Linked DNA regions of Mus musculus: region 2 is linked to region 1. The links are chromatin contacts, called in public HiChIP or PLAC-seq maps. All regions are on one chromosome and are shown on one strand. The core of a region is the stretch at or near the end of the contact, and the rest is flanking DNA. Distances in the headings are between cores, read along the strand shown. Region 1 holds the start of Magee1 (melanoma antigen, family E, 1). Region 2 has its middle 28 kb from the start of Atrx.

Region 1 (3,220 bases), core at 224-2,723:
TTATGATAGAGCAGGTGGTCCTTCACTGAAACATAGCTATGTCATGATAAGAAGGAACAGAAATAAGCCAAATGTATGATAGTTAGTGTTTATTTTTTAAATAATGTGACCACCCCTGAGTGTTCCATATGTGACTGTTCTATTGTACATGGTATAATTTTGTGTGCAGCTATTAAATTAACAACTTTATTTAAATTGTGATCTCTTTTAATTCTAGTGCAGGCACATGGAAGAGCCCCTTCTTTGTGTGTGCTTGACAGTCATTAGGAAACATGAACTCTCATGCACACTAATGTGAACAAGAAGGAACACTCAACTCCCCAAATGTACACGTGTCTTCTGCTGCAGCAGAATATAGCATGGCATTTTTAACTGCATTCTGGGCTTGCTTCTCACCAGCTTGATTTTAATAGACTGTAGCAGAATCTTTGGGAAAGCTCCTCCACAAGTTTCACTTATGAAAATGAGCCTGTTCTCCTAACCATAGACATTAGCCAAGATTCAGAGGCTAATCATATGCACATATTTAGGTAATGCTGTAATAGGCCCATAGTCGATTTTGTGGACCCATGTGCTGAATGCAATGTGGATAACATAAAATATTGTTGGAATATGACACCATATGATTGATTCTGTTAAAACCAGTTGGTACTGCACAAAGCTACACAAGATTAACTTCACAGAAACATGCAGAATACTGGCAGCATAGGTAACCATGAGGCCCTATAAGGAAACCAAATGTTTCCTTCTATCCATTATCCTTCTAATTCTGGACAGCTTCCTGTGCTTTAGCTGGCTCATATTCCAGTAGCTCTTTAGTAACTAATAGAAACCTTCCCAGAGACTTGCCTCCATAAACCATGCTAATTGCAGTTTTCAAAACCTGACAGTGAGTTTTTCTAACAGACCCCATGGTGCTAACTAACTGTCCTAGGATAATTAATTTTGGGTGTGGTTGGAATAGCACTATTGAAGGACTCCACAAAAGAGATTACATTTTTCTACATTGGTAAGGGTTGGGACTGTGCAGTGAAAATTTCTAGCTAGCTACAGGTTTCCTAAGTAGAACTAAATCCCAGCCCTTTGGAGAAGGGGCAGTAATTTGAGAGGTATTAGAGGTTTCGATAGAGAAAATGACAGAGGAGACAAGGGAGGGGATGAAAGCTGCACCCTTCCATGCGCCACGCACATTTTCCCCAATGCATCCTTAGGATGCAATTTTGAAAATCTATCAAGTACCTGACACTTGGGTAGAAACCTTCTAGTAGGTACCCTGACTCTTGAGAAATAGCTAGTATTACCTCCATTTACCCATCTGCTCCAAGCTCCTTGTCTCCTATCAAAGCCTCCCTCCTGCCATTGCGCAGTTTTGGTGCAGAATCACCAGGTCCACTTTCGCAAACCCACGGGAGAGGCTGGGTTGGGCGGGGTCGCCTTGTCGCAGAGCCCAACTGCGCCTGCGCGGACTGCGGCAGAAGGCGGGGTGTGAGAGGCGAGCATTCTGAGACTAGCGTTCACAGTCGGCTAGAACCTTCGTTCTTGCCCACCACCTCTAATTTCTGCTCCTGCGACTTGCTCGGGCCTGGCAGCAGCAGCATTCCTGCTCTAGCGGCAGTTCCGTGCAGAGGCGCCTACATACCTCTCCCCCTCGTCTGTGAGATCGCGGGCCTGTCAGTGTCAGCTTCCACACGTCGGTCGACAGGACCATGTCGCTGGTAAGCCAGAATTCGCGCCGCCGCCGCGGTGGAAGGGCCAATGCGCGCAGAAACAACGGGAAGGGTCACCCTGCTGCTGTGCCAGGCCCAGACGTCCCTCGGGATCGCAACGATCCTAAGATCCTCCAGGGCCTCCGCGCCTCTGAGGGCCCTGGCACCTCCATGCTGCCCACCCCCCGGGAGGGCCCAAGCGCCTCTGTGCCGCCCACCGCCTCAGAGGGCTCAAGCGCCCCTAGGCAGTTCATCATTTCCCAGGGGCCGAACACCTCCGAGATGCCCACCTCCAGGAAGGGTCGGGGCGCCTCCCGGCCTCCTGCAGTTTCCGCAGGGCTGAACACCGCTATGTCAATCACCGCCTCGGAGGGCCCGAATAGCCCTGTGCCGCCCACTGCTCCTAAAGGCTCAAAGGCCTATGAGCATCTCCCTGTCTCAGAAGGGCTGGCCATCTCTGAGCAGCGTCACTCTGATGGGGGCCCTAACATGGAGCCCACCCTGGGTGAGGGCCCGGGAATCTCGGTGCCGCCCACCTTCTCTGAGGAATCGGGCATTTCTGATGAGGGCTTGAGCATCTTTATGTCGCCCAACATCTCGGAGGGACCGGGTATCAACGAGCCCTACTCCGTTAGTGAGGACCCAAGCACTTCGGTGCCGCCCACTGACTCTAATGGACTGGGCATCAACCTGCCGCCCACCTTCGGTGAGGGCCTGAGCATCTCTATGCTGTTCTCCGCTTTGGAGGAACCCGACATCTTTGCGCCGCCCCCCTCCGCTGAGGGACTGTTCGCCTCCATGTCGCCCCCCTCCGGTGAGATCCAGAGCTCCTGGGTGTCGCCCATCATAATGGAGGGATGTAACGTCAACGTGCCGCCCACCTCCAAAAAGGGACTGCGCACCTCGGTGCCATCAGCTGCTTGTGAGAGCCCGAGCACCTCAGCCGAGGGCCTGAGCTCGTCCCTGTCATCCATTTCTGCTGAGGGCTTCTGCAGCTCGCTGGCGCCATGCGCTGCGGAGGGATCCTGTGAGCTGCTTCCCTGCGGGGAGGGCCGGAGCACCTCGGAGCTGCACTGCCTGGGGGAGGGGTCGAGCACCTCGCAGATGTCCCTAGCTGCCGAGGGCCCTAGCGCTTCTGGGATGCCCACTGAAGCTAATAACCCCGAGGAAGCACTGAGCTGCTGTGCTTCTGAGCGCAGGAACAAGAGCACCTCCCGTGCTCTGCAAAAGGCCAAGGATCCATCTGTACGCCCAAAGCGTGAAGACCGCTTCCTGGATTTCCAGGTCCTGAGAGACAGTAAGAATTCCAACTCCATCACCATTATGGGCCTGGGCACCTCCCGCGTTGCTCTTACCTTGAAGCCTCAGGATCCCATGGAGCAAAACGTAGCAGAATTGTTGCAGTTTCTGCTGCTGAAGGATCAGACCAAGTACCCTATCAAGGAATCTGATATGAGGGAATTCATTGACAAAGACTATCGCCACCAGTTCCCGGAGATCCTCAGACGAGCAGC
Region 2 (3,220 bases), core at 516-3,015, 840 kb after region 1:
CCTAAAATTCCCAGCAACCACATGATGGCTCACAACCTACAGCTACAGTATACTCACATACAGTAAATAAATAAATCTTTAAAAAACCAAACCAAAACAAACAAAAAAAAAAAAAAAGAAAGAAAAAGATCAGAATGGCTACAAGGGACAGGGGCAGGGGTCACACTGAAGATACTAAAGGACCCCTATTACCATTTGGGGCTTCCTTCTATGGAGTTCAAGCAAAGGAGTTTGTAGCCAGACATAGTGACACATGTCATTAATTTCAGAGTTAGAAGGCAGAGTCAAGCAGATCTTTTTGAGTTTGAAGCTAGCCTGGTCTACATAATAATAGCCAGGCTCTGACTCAAAAAAAAAAAAAAAAGGTTTGGGGAAGGGTTGGTTGCTATGAATATAGTTTGTGTGGTATTCTATTTGATTGAAAGGTTTAGATTATGTCAGTCTTTGCTAACTACATATGTTCCTTCCCATAATACATCTGATTTTAATCATATATTTGTTCAGTTATGCATTGTCATGATAAGGGTAAATAGGGGATTCTCTTCAAAGGTTCACTTGAGCATAGTTTTGTGTTATTATGCATGTATCCCAAACCAGTTCAGGCTTGATATTGGACATACATACACAAACTGTGCCTGGACAAAAAGGGAATATGTTGGAATAGAAACTGTTCAACCTTGACGGTCATTAGGAAAGGCGAAATCATTTGGAGTATGGGGGTGTGCAGTTGGATCAGTGCCTTGCCAACAGGTTACTAGGTGCACTGTTCAGAGAACATGCAAGTGAGGGAGCTTGGCTTCCAAGTACATTATTAGAAGGAGGTTGTACAGAAACCAAACCAAATAGAATCCCAGACTACTAAAATATTCTCTAAGCTTGCCTCCCTCAGTCCCAGTGTCTCAGATCATAGGGATGGTGAGGGTTTACCAAGAATTAGGTGTCATGGAGGGCCTGGGACTGGGTTTCAAGCTTCAGGAGCCCTGGGCTTTCTTCTGTTTATCTCCTTGTGCAGGAGTCATGTCCAGGTTGGGGTTTTTGGAGATATGGGAAAAACCACACAAGTGACTTTTTGCTTTCTTCAACATGTCTTTCCATTTTAGTAGGACAGAGACACTATGTCCTCTCATCTGGTTTACTTAGCTCCTGTGAAGGTAACTGTGTGTGTGGCTAGCTGTTTACTTTGGTGTGCTTGTGGGGAGGTGACTACTTAGTTGTCATCTTGTCCAACCTTATGTCATTTACTTCCTGCAAGCAGACCAGACTTTCTTGATTTTTTTTCTTCTTCTAAGATTTATTGATATGTGAGCTGCAGAGGCAGCTCAGCAATTAAGAGCACTAGCTGTTCTTCCAGAGGATCAGGGTCTGATTGTCAGCATCCACATGGCAGCTCACAACTGTCTATAACTCCTGTTCCAGAGCATCTGGCATAATTCCACAAACAGACAGATATAAAAAATTTAAAAGATTTGTTGTTAATTTCCTGTAGGAGCGTGTCTGTGTTTATGTGCATTTATGCACAACCTGTGGAGGCCAGAAGAGGGCGAAATATCCCTTAGAGGTGCAGAGGCAGGTAGATCTCCGAGTTCCAGTGCAGCCTGGTCTATAGAGCAAGTTCCAGGACAGCATGGACTTCACAGAGAAACCCTATCTTGGAATAAAAAGGAAAGAGAGAGAGAGGGAGAAAGAGAGATGTAGGGAGCCAACTCTAAGATGGCGCCGAGCGCCAGGTATGCCGTTGTCATAAACAACATCAGCGCAGGTGTAAACCCGAGTCTGGCGCCAACCCCTCCTGAGCGGGTGCATGCAAATTAGGTGCCGGCAGACTGACCAATCCCAGGGGGCCACGAAGCCTTTCCCTGTGCTGGAGAGTATATAAGCAGACCTCCCTGGGTGCCGGGGTCCCCGTAGTGGCTGTTGAGAAGAATCAGACTGTGTTGTGTCTTCCTTGCCGGCAGAGGTGGGCGCAACAGAGAGGCGGGGGGGGGGGGGGTGGAGAGAGAATGAGGATGTAGTTATTTTAGTCTAAGATTCTTGTATTTGTATTTCTCTTGTGCTAGGGATTACAGCCAGAGTCTCATCATACATGTTAGACAAGCACTCTACTGCTCAGTGATACCCTCAACTATAATGTGGATAGTTTGAAACTTTCTTCACTCTCCAAGGTTTTTTTGTTGCTATGTGTGTGTGACTTTTAAAAAAAAGATTTATTGTTTTTATATGAGTACACTGTTGCTGTCTTCAGACACACCAGAAAAGAGCATCAGTTTCGATTACAGATGGTTGTGAACCACTATGTGGTTGCTGGGAATTGAACTCAGGACCTTTGGAAGTGCAGTCAGTGCTCTTAACCACTGAGCCATCTCTCCAGTCCCATGACTTTTTTTTTTATGTGATTGGATGTGTTTGCCTGAATATCTGTGTACCATATTCATGCCTGATACCCTCAGAGGACAGAGAGGACGTTGGATCCCCTGTAACAGGAATAATGATGGCTGTGGTCCTTTAGAAGAGCAGCAATTACTCTTAACTGATGAGCCACGTATTGCTAGACGTCAATTATATATAGCTACTGAGGTTCTCATGTAGCACAGGCCAACTCTGAACTCACTGTATAGCCCAGGGTAACTTTGAATTTATTTATTTTTTTTGGGGGGGGGTTTCGAGACAGGGTTTCTCTGTATAGCCCTGGCTGTCCTGGAACTCACTTTGTAGACCAGGCTGGCCTTGAACTCAGAAATCCGCCTGCCTCTGCCTCCCAAGTGCTGGGATTAAAGGCGTGCGCCACCACGCCCGGCTTGAATTTATTTTTTTTAAAGATTTATTTCTTTTACATATATGAGTACACTGTACAGATGGTTGTGAGCCTTCATGTGGTTGTTGGGAATTGAATTTTTAGGACCTCTGCTCACTCTCACTCGGGTCAGATACTCCAGAAGAGGGAGTCAGATCTCATTACAGGTGGTTGTGAGCCACCATGCATTGCTGGGATTTGAATTCAGGATGTCTGGAAGAGCAGTCGGTGCTCTTACCCGCTGAGCCATCTCTCAAGCCCAACTTTGAATTTATAATCCTCCTGGCTTCCACTCTCAAGTGCTGGGGTTACTGGTATATGCTACTATGCCTGACTGTGGCACTATTTTTTTAAGCTTTTACTTATTTGGTGATTATTATTATTATTATTATTATTTTAGTATAGAATAAAGTTTATCCAAAGCATGGA

Evidence for each region. HiChIP or PLAC-seq counts read pairs in DNA pulled down with a chosen protein or histone mark.
Region 2: an H3K4me3 HiChIP or PLAC-seq map of embryonic stem cells shows a contact between it and region 1, with 7 read pairs. The contact joins the enhancer-like site here to the promoter of Magee1 in region 1. A contact is called at or near these places in 3 of 39 promoter capture datasets (cranial neural crest, hippocampal neurons and maxillary cranial neural crest) and 4 of 115 datasets of contacts at active chromatin or transcription factors (astrocytes, embryonic hindbrain, embryonic stem cells and 1 more).

Annotation. Positions count from the first base shown.
Region 1 is chrX:105,118,905-105,122,124 of GRCm38.p6, forward strand. Magee1 (melanoma antigen, family E, 1) reads left to right here and starts at 1,474. Exons shown (of 1, transcript NM_053201.4): 1 at 1,474-3,220. The coding sequence starts at 1,707.
Region 2 is chrX:105,955,561-105,958,780 of GRCm38.p6, forward strand. No RefSeq gene overlaps it. Among named protein-coding and RNA genes, the nearest start is that of Atrx, 28 kb to the left of the region's middle. Within about 2 kb of position 1,766, at least 9 of the 459 cell types and tissues checked have an H3K27ac peak or open chromatin away from gene starts, as enhancers often do. A contact at or near this core is called in embryonic stem cells, where this site is marked.